2 separate regions of the Mus musculus genome follow, and region 1 is linked to region 2. The links are chromatin contacts, called in public HiChIP or PLAC-seq maps. All regions are on one chromosome and are shown on one strand. Each heading gives the region's core, a stretch centred on a gene start, on an enhancer-like site or on the middle of the called end of the contact. The rest is flanking DNA. Distances are from core to core; before and after follow the strand shown.

Region 1 (4,647 bases), core at 1,328-3,827, 150 kb after region 2:
GAAAGCACTCAGTCTTAGAAAGAAAGCCATTTGTCCTAAGTCATGCTGGCAGAGTGCATATCCACCCCAGTGTTCATGAAGCACGGACTTAACGCTCAGAGGAGTGGAGAGGCCTGAGGGATTTCAAGCTGGGCAGGACACAACAAGATGTGTGTTTTGGGAATTGTTGTTTGTTTTGTTTTCCAAATCAGGGTTTCTCTGTGTAGCCCTAGCCGGACCAGAACTTCGTCTCTGTAGACCATAGAGATCCGCCTGCCTTGGCCTCACGAGTGTTGGATTAAAAGTATACACCACAGCTGGACGTGGTGGCGCACGCCTTTAATCCCAGCACTTGGGAGGCAGAGGCAGGCGGATTTCTGAGTTCGAGGCCAGCCTGGTCTACAAAGTGAGTTCCAGGACAGCCAGGGCTACACAGAGAAACCCTGTCTCGAAAAACAAAACAAAACAAACAAACAAACAAACAAAAGTATACACTACCATGCCTGCCCGTGTTTGGGAACATTTTTCTTGGCTGTATCGGAGCTGGGGGAGTGATGGGTAAAGTGTTTGAGAAATAGTAGCTTTAAAAATGTCACAGGGCCAGAGACTTGGCTCAGCGGTTAAGAGCACTAGCTAGCTGCCCTTCTAGAGGACCTGAGTTTGATCTCCAGCACCGGCATGGTGACTTACAACCATCTATGACTCCAGCCTTAGGGGATCTGATGTCGTCTGCTGTCCTCCAAGGGCATCAGCACCTATGTGACACACTGACGTATATGCAGGGGAAATACATATACACACATAAAAAAAATTAAGAAAATTGAAAAAAGCTTATTCTAAATTGTGTGCGTGTATGTCTGTGTTTGTGTGTGTGTGTGTGTGCCTGTGTGTCTGTGTTTGTGTGTGTGTTTGCGCGTGTGTGCTGGGTTGTACACATTTAAGTGCGGATGCCTGTGGAGGGCTAGAGAGAGAGCATCATTATCTCTTGGAGTGGAGATACAGTAGTAGTGAGTGCTGGGAACCAAACTCAGGTCCTTCCTAAGAGCAGGACATAGTCTTAACTCCTGAGCCACCTCCGAAGCTCAGTGGTTCTCAGCCTTCCCAATGCTGATCCTCATGTTGTGGTGACACACACCCCACCCCCCAAGCATAAAATGATTCCGTTGTTACTTCATAAGTGTAACTTTGCTGTTATGAATCATAAGGTAAATATCTGATATGCAGGATGTCTGATGCTCGACCCCTGTGCAACCCACAGGTTGAGAGCCGCTGCTTTGTTGGCTTCTGTGCTGGGTACAAAGGCTGGCAGTCACTCATGGCCAGGGCTGCAGATGGTGGCTTGAAGCCTGTTGAGACACTGATGCTTGTGAAGTCAGAGGCATAGAGGATGATCCTCTTTACACAACTGCTGTGCCCTCCGGGCATAACACAGTGCCCGGCACCCAGACCTGCTCAATCAATGCTTGTTTAACAGCTCTCTCATATTTTCAAATACCAATGATTAAGAGAATCATTGGTGAATGAATTGCCTACCCCACCCAGACGGGAAAGTGTGGCTTTGATCAGGTTCTTCCGTTTCTGAGAAAACCACCATTTCCTGTGGCTTTGATCTGAAGCCCTGATTCTCAACTGTCCCGCCCCAGCCAACAGCTCTAGCTTACCATTTCCTGTTTTCTGACCATCTTATCTCTCTCTCCAGCAAATGATCCTTGGCTTTCTCTTTCTAGGTGACTCCTTCTAGGCAGCCCCCCTCCCAGCACTCCCCCCCCTGTGCCCCCACACCTCTAGCTCTTCCTCTCAGTGTCTCTGGGACAAGAGAGATGATTAACTAGATTAAAGGTGCAAGGCCTTCCTGGGTCTGGCTCTAAGCCTCCTGCAGGCAGAGGTCAGGACTGGGGCTGGGTCTTGATCCACATCCTGCAGGAGGGTGTTAGGGATAGAGGTTTGATGGAGACAGAACAACCAGGAATGTGTATAATCTCAGACTGTGATGGAGCTTGGAGCTTGGAGAGAAAGTTACATTTCAGACTTTGGAATATCAGGGAGGAGTCCCCCAGACTAACAAAAACAGACCAACCAACAAACAAGAAACCCCGAAGACAGTAGGTGTTAGCTCTGCAAAGAGGGATATGGAGGAGCGTGCAGGTGGTAGCAACTGCACGTGCAAAGGTCCTGGGGTAGGTAGGAGAAGTGGTAGCCTCTTAAGGGCTGAACGAACACTTAGTGTAACCTACATCACAAATGGTGAAATGAGGCTAAGGAGGTAGCCTAGGGCTAGCCCTTGAGCACCAGGCTAGACACTTGGCTTTATCCCTAGATCAGTGAGAAGCCACAGAACATCTGAATAGGCATTGATGTGACCCTGTGTTTTGAAAGGCCCTGCGTGGCTACCAGACAACAGGGCAAAGGGTCAAATGAAGAGGGAGATCCAAGGTTGTAGCTGCTCAGAGGCAGCAGAGGCAGGATGGTGGTGATGGAGGAGGAGTTCTAGGCACATGATTTTTGTCTGGAGATCATGTTGTCAGTGGGCACCCTCAGGTGTCTGCCCTAGGGAGCCGGAGAGCTTCGCTGGACTTTGCCTCCCACTGGGTGAGCCAGACAGGCTGAAAGGGCAAAGTCCCGAGGTATGTTCAGGTAACACGTGCAGAAGACACATGCAGCTGTACAAACTGGGACCCTGGGAAAGCCTCCATCAAGGTCTCCCCCACCACTTGTGTTTACAGCATTTTTGATGCTAAGGATCTTTGTAACTCCTAGGGCATGCTCCCCCACGTCCTAGCAAAGACCCATTCCTTTTAAAGCCTCAGGCAGTCCTGAGCTGAGGGTTGCTCCTGGAGGGGTCGATGGGGCCAGTGAGAGGGGCGTCCAGACCTGGTCTCCTCTTCCTGCCTCTGACTCAGGTTCTTGCAAGTTCATTCCTCTGTAACCTGATTACTCACGGAGCCTCCACCCTTCCCACACAGGCCCGCACCCTTCCCTGGAGGAGGGGTGGATAGAGGAACCCTGAGGTTGTGGGAGCATAAACCTAACAGCCGCCGCACCCCCTAAGCTCCAACCCCAGAGTAAGGTCTGAGTCTCCCCTTCCGGGTGGAAGCTCTCCAGGGTTACAGAAGCTTCTTGGCTTTGGGCCTGAATCTGCTAGGAGCCCAGCAGGAGTGTGGAGGCCTTGGTGTCAGTAACCTATAAATGATGTATGTTGTGGGTGGGATGTAGGACCTCCAACCCCTGCCCCACTGAATGCCCCTGACACACTGATGGCTGTCTGTGACTTTGAAGGGCTTAGCTGTGGGGGCCAGGACAACATTCAGTATAGAAGAGTGCTTTCTCATTAGAGCCCACGGGGGTGTGAGGGTGTCACCCAGGAAGCCCAGGCCCACCACTCCCTGCTGTGACTGTCTGTGCTTGGGGTCAGTGTTAACAGGGTTGCTAGGGACCCAGAGAGTCTGGTCTCCAGCTGTTGGTTCCTTTCCTGTCTGCCCTGGGGGTAGAGGGCTGATTTTGTCCTGTTCTCTGGCATCTGGCTCCCCACCCAGCTTCAGAGATGTGCTTTAAGGACTGCTCAGCAGACCTTAGGGGAGGGTAAGAAGTAACATTTAGATTGCAAGTCAGAGGGAGGAGAGTTTCCAGTGACCAGCTAGCAGGTTGAAGCAGGGATTGGGGGTGTGGGTGTGGGCGTGTAGAATGGGGTATGTATGAGGTGGGGAGGGTGTGTGGCAGGGTGGCATAGGTCTGAATCGGCCCCATCGTTTATCCCCAGGGTTACCTGCTCGAGTGACACAGTCCAGGATGGTTCTCAGTGGCCTGAGCTGCCCACTCAGGGGACGCCATTCTCTCCCTTCCTGATTTACAACATTTTGCTGTCTACCCATTCACCCTGGACCATGTTTAAAGATGCCCAAGAGAAATGAGCACACACAATTCCTGACTGCTGGGGACATCAGGAGCCATGGGCTCCTAAGTCTAGATAAGCAAACTGACCATGGTGACCCAGCGGCGCACACGAGGAAGTTCAGAGGGTATGGCAGCAACTCCAAACTCTCCTCTAGAAGGACTAAGGAAAACTAGCTTTCAAATCGGACTGGGCAGAGCCACCCGGGTTACAATAGAAAGATCATAAGGCTCAGATAACAGAATGGAGTAGTGACCCATGGATGTGGTCTCAGGGGGGAAGGTGGGGAGAAACTTAACCTCCCCCAGGAACACAGCTAACAGATGTTCTCTTGGGTCTAGCCCAGGGTACTAAAATCCAGAGACCTGAGTCCCTTGGTATCTCTGAGGCACCATTTTTTGGATAGGTTGTCTCACTTCCTTGTAGCTGGACTGGCTGTGAGATGTGACAGAAGGCCAAAAGCCTGACCTTGACTTGCATGGTGGGGGGGGTTCTTTGGGCCTCTGTTTCCTTACTTGTTTTTTTTTTTTCAAGATTTATTTATTTATTATATGTAAAGTACACTGTAGCTGTCTTCAGACACTCCAGAAGAGGGCATCAGATCTCGTTACAGATGGTTGTGAGCCACCATGTGGTTGCTAGGATTTGAACTCTGGACCTTCTGAAGAGCAGTCGGGTACTCTTACCAACTAAGCCATCTCACCAGCCCCTGTTTCCTTACTTGTAAAAGTTTAATGTCACCAAGGCAGGACCACAGGAGGCAGAGCCTGCATCCTCTG
Region 2 (4,626 bases), core at 2,051-4,550:
GTTTCACTGCCCGGTCATGATTGGCACTCCCGCTCTGAACATTCACACACACACACATTCTTGTGCTCAACTGCCAGTCTTGTTTCCTGGGTAGATAGCAAAGGGTGGACTTGCTCTGTGCCCTAGCGCCATGTTTAGCGTTTTTGGGGAACTGCCCAGCTGCTCCACAGATCAGTGGTAGTGTTTGGCACTTCCTCCAGCAGTGTGCGAATTCATTTCTACATATGCCTTCCCAACCAGTACTTCCTACCTGGTTTGTATGCGTGCACAAGGGCATGCGTGTATGTGTGGAGACCAGACACTGGTACTGGGTGCCTTTCCTTCTCAGTAGCTCTCCATCTTAATTTTTGAGATAGTGTCTCGGAGCAAACCTGGAGCTCACCGATTGAGTTAGGCTGGCTGGCCGGCCAACCTCGGGGATCCTCCTGGCCTTGACTCTCCAGCACTGAGATTACTGCTGTGTGCCACTGTGCCCCCGTTTTTCCAGGGTTGCTGGGTATCCAAAATTAGGCCCCGTTATTTTTGTAGCAAGTTGTTTACCAACAGAACCAAATCCCTAGTGTCTGTTAGCTGGCCAGTCACAGTCAGCCTAGTGTGTAGACATTCAAGAGCATTCTTTTTTTTTGGGGGGGGGGTTGGAGGGGTTCTTTCGAGACAGGGTTTCTCTGTGTAGCCCTGGCTGTCCTGGAACTCACTCTGCAGACCAGGCTGGCCTGGAACTCAGAAATCCACCTGCCTCTGCCTCCCAAGTGCTGGGAATAAAGGCCTGTGAGAACATTCTTGGGAACAGCACCTGGCAGGAGAACAGAAGGAAGGAAGAGCTGGCTTTGATTGGCTGTGATTACTTTTGTGTTTCCTCTGTCTGTCCGTCCATCCATCCATCCATCCATCCACCTGTCTATCCATCCCCCCACCGACACACATACACAGGTGCCTGTACATGGTATGTCTTTAGGTCTAATCTGTACTCAAACAGGATTGGAATATCCTTAGCTCTCTCTCTTTTTCCCCCTCTGCTCTGCGTCTGCCTATCTGGCTGTGTCAGGGAAGCTGTAGGTCACAGCTGTGAACCTATGCCAAGGTGTTCTCTCTCGCCCGCCCCCATGTATGTATGCCCCGCTGGCTTCAGCTGCTCATAGGGTGTGAGTCTGTGTATACCCTGGTGAGGGGAGCGGCTGGTCCTGCATCTCCTGTCCACCTACCAGCCCCCATCCTGTGTGTTGCCCTTGCAGATGGATGGAAGTCCGATGAAATCTGAACTTAAGTCTCTCTTGCTGGGGACTTCTATCCTGGGCAAGCCTTGTCTTCCTGACATAGGCCTTCCCAGGGCCACCTGTACTGTTCTGTATTGGAGACGTTGCCTAGGAGACCTGGAGGTCCACTTCCCTGAGTGCATGGAACTCATGGGAGGGACAGACTAATCTGGGATGCTAGGTTTAGGGGGAGGGAAGTGGTGTAAGAGAGGGCCCCCCTCTAGCTTAGGAGTCATTTTTCTGAGAAGTGCCACTGCTTTAGGGAAGCGGCTTCCCCCCCTCCCTGCCAGCACGCGTTCCTCTGTTTCTTGACCTCAGGTAACCCGCACTGGGGGAAGGAGAGCCAGCTGCCTGCTTCAGCTGCAGGGATCTTTTGGGGTCACACTGTGGACCCTTTCCCAAGCATTCTGGGTGAGAGGCCATCCAGTACTCTGGGTCCTGTCCCCATATCCCCAGCCTGGCTGTTCTGTCCTGCCATCCCCAGCAGTGTCTGGGCCCTGGTCCTAGGCTGGCCCTGCCATCCAGGCATGGTGCCAGGTGTCTGCTCAGCTGGGTGCCACAGGAAAATCTCTGGCCGCCCAGGTTGGGGAGCACCGTGGGGAATCCCCGTGTGCCCGCTCAGTGCCCACTTACCTGTGTCTTTCCTGTTTCTGCAGCACCACAGGACATGCCTCCCCCCAGCCACCTACCTGGGGCCCTTCTGGGAGTGGCATCCTCTTTGATACCCTGAAGACCAGCTCTGGACCTTCCTACAAAAGTGTCTCCCAGGACCGCTTAACCAAAGGACGGATTCTTGGGACATCCCCCAATCCACCTGGCCCCTCCGGCTAGGGAGGGGGACCCAGAAGACTAAAGTTGACTAACTTGGGACTTGCAGCTCCAGGGACAGAAGGGGGTGGGGGTGGGCTGACCACCCAACCCCCCCTCTGGGCCCCCCGGCCCCATGCCCCGAGGAAGAGGGACTGCGTGAAGGCCATCACAACTACCTGCCAGACTGTTTGCCTGCTCTTCTGACTGTGGCTGCTTGGCATGGCCAGCAATAGCAGTTCCTGCCCAACACCTGGGGGCGGGCACCTCAATGGGTACCCAGTACCCCCCTACGCCTTCTTCTTTCCCCCTATGCTGGGTGGACTCTCCCCACCCGGCGCTCTCACCAGCCTCCAGCACCAGCTTCCAGTCAGTGGTTACAGCACACCGTCCCCAGCCAGTAAGTCTGTGTGGGGAGGCTTGAGGGAAGGGAGTGTGGCGGGTGGCTGGCCTCTGGATTTGGGTTCCTGGACACATCTGTTCCACTGGAGGACCCGATGAGTGGCAAGGTCTTTTCTAGACCAGGGTGACCATTGTGTGGTGGTGGGTGGGGTTGGGACCTGAAGATGGTCCGTTTGATACTGGGGGTTAGAGGGGAGGTGAGACCATTTTGTTTCTTCCTATGTTGTCCCCCTTTGTCTCTGTGTCCCTGGTGCTATGCTATTGAGTGCCTTATAAATAGCTCTGAGTAGGAATGGATGCAGAGGCTGAGGTGGATAAACAAACCTCTCAACGTTTGGTGGAAATGACAGCCCTACACAGTGAGAATGAACCCCCCCCTCCATCCCCCCTCCAGTACTCTGAGGGAAAGGGCTTCAAGAGACAGTCCAGGGCAGCTCAGCACAGCTGGAGCCCTTGCCCTCCCCTTGCCAACTCCCCCGCCCCAGAAGGACAGGGAGGGACTCCATGGGGGCTTTCTGCCTGGACTCTGGCCTTGGACACATGCACAGGCTTGGCAGGGTGTTTTCTACCTCTCCTCTCTGCCATGAGGGTCACTCGTTGGCTGGGCGGGGGTCTCAGTGCCCTTCCCTGGCTGGCCAAGCCAGGTAGTGGGAGGTGGCGGTGGCTATAGCCAGCTGGCAAAGTCCAGGCTTGGGGCCTGCCAGGCCGCTTACAGTAACTCTGGCCCCCAGGGCCCAGCTGGGCTCCAGGCCAGAGCCTTAGAGGAGGGATCTGGGCCTGGCCTGGGGCTGGAGGGAGTGGAAGCGGCAGAGTCGGCCATGGCTGGCTGGCCGGCCGGCTGGTCAGCTGCTGACCTGGGAAACGTGTCCTACCTCTCCTGGTTGGCAGGGACAAGAGCACCCTGCCTGGCACCCACTGCCCCTCCCATTGGCAAGCTGTCTGGCACCACTGCCCTGTGTGCCCGGCTGGGCTGGGTCAGTGCCCCCTTCTTGGTGTGGGGGCCGCGCTCTCTCCCCGGAGCCAGGGAGTCTCTTTGTCCCTGGGGCAGGCTCTGGCTGGGCGCCTCACTGCCCACAACTGGATGTCTGCCCACAGCCACCATTGCTTCCTGGATCGCTGCCTATGGCTTTGTCGCAGCCCCCTCCCTTCCAGGCCTCACCAGCCTTCAGGAGCAGGTAGTCTATGCCTGTGAGCCTTTACACCCTAGGGTTAGGGAGTGGACAAGTGCTACCTCAGTTTCCTCTTTTTTAAAAAAAAAAAAAAGAAGAAGATATATTTCATTTATATGAGTACACTGTAGCTGTCTTCAGACACACCAGAAGAGGGCATCGGATCCCATTACAGATGGTTGTGAGCCACCATGTGTTTGCTGGGAATTGAACTCAGGACCTCTGGAAGAGCAAGCAGTCAGTGCTCTTAACCACTGAGAGGTCTCTCTAGCCCTACCTCAGGGTCCCTAAGCCTCCACTTTTTAATTCTGCCTTTTATTCTCTCCACCTTACTCAGCAGAGTCTGAGACCCCCTACTGTGTTCTGGTTTTTTTTTTTTTTTTTTCCTAGTCTGTGCTAATAAGGAGATCAAGCTCTGGGGCTCAGAGTTGCTGGGGGTATGGGGGGAAACCTATGTAAAAATACTCCCTGCATTTGAGCTTCCATCTCAAACATCCCAGGAGCTGGAAGAATTGTGCTTTCTTTCAGGGTGGAGTTTTTAAGACAGAAAGGAAAGCGGGTGGTGGCGGCGGATGCCTTTCACCCAAGAGGCAGAGGCAGGTGGAGTTCTGAGTTCGAGGCCAGCCTGGTCTACAAAGCAAGTTCCAGGACTGCCAAAGCTACACAGAGAAACCCTGTCTTGGGGAAAAAAAAAAGAACAAAACAAACCAAAGAGGAAGGAGGAGAGAGGAGAGGAGTTGGGGAGTCCTGGACGCCAGTGCCACCAAGGACCACTTATGCTTGCCCCGTGATGTCACAGGGGCCTGGACACATGAACCTGACTAGATGGAAGGTTGCAGGGGGATTTAGGATCTGGCCCCTGTGAGAGGAAAAGCCCTCCCCCTGAGTGTTGCAAGCTCCTTCCTCTTTCTTAGAGGTGGGTGGGGTGAACCCCTACCCTGGTAACCTACTCCTAGGGTGGGGTGCCCGGATTTTGGGCTAATGGCAGCCTTCTT

Evidence for each region. HiChIP or PLAC-seq counts read pairs in DNA pulled down with a chosen protein or histone mark.
Region 1: a CTCF HiChIP or PLAC-seq map of the NIH/3T3 cell line shows a contact between it and region 2, with 9 read pairs. The contact joins two enhancer-like sites. A contact is called at or near these places in 3 of 39 promoter capture datasets (cranial neural crest, liver and maxillary cranial neural crest), 1 of 15 datasets of contacts at CTCF or cohesin (the NIH/3T3 cell line), 3 of 484 Hi-C or Micro-C datasets (cerebral cortex, pancreatic cancer cells and spermatogonial stem cells), 10 of 115 datasets of contacts at active chromatin or transcription factors (CD8 T cells, Th17 cells, craniofacial prominence and 5 more) and 2 of 9 other capture datasets (adipose tissue and liver).

Annotation. Positions count from the first base shown.
Region 1 is chr11:99,103,609-99,108,255 of GRCm38.p6, forward strand. No RefSeq gene overlaps it. Among named protein-coding and RNA genes, the nearest start is that of Tns4, 17 kb to the left of the region's middle. Within about 2 kb of position 2,578, at least 140 of the 459 cell types and tissues checked have an H3K27ac peak or open chromatin away from gene starts, as enhancers often do. A contact at or near this core is called in the NIH/3T3 cell line, adipose tissue, liver and 1 more, where this site is marked.
Region 2 is chr11:98,948,336-98,952,961 of GRCm38.p6, forward strand. Rara (retinoic acid receptor, alpha) reads left to right here. Exons shown (of 9, transcript NM_009024.2): 2 at 1,910-2,460. The coding sequence starts at 2,283. Among named protein-coding and RNA genes, the nearest start is that of Gm22061, 4.2 kb to the left of the region's middle. Within about 2 kb of position 3,301, at least 165 of the 459 cell types and tissues checked have an H3K27ac peak or open chromatin away from gene starts, as enhancers often do. A contact at or near this core is called in the NIH/3T3 cell line, adipose tissue, liver and 1 more, where this site is marked.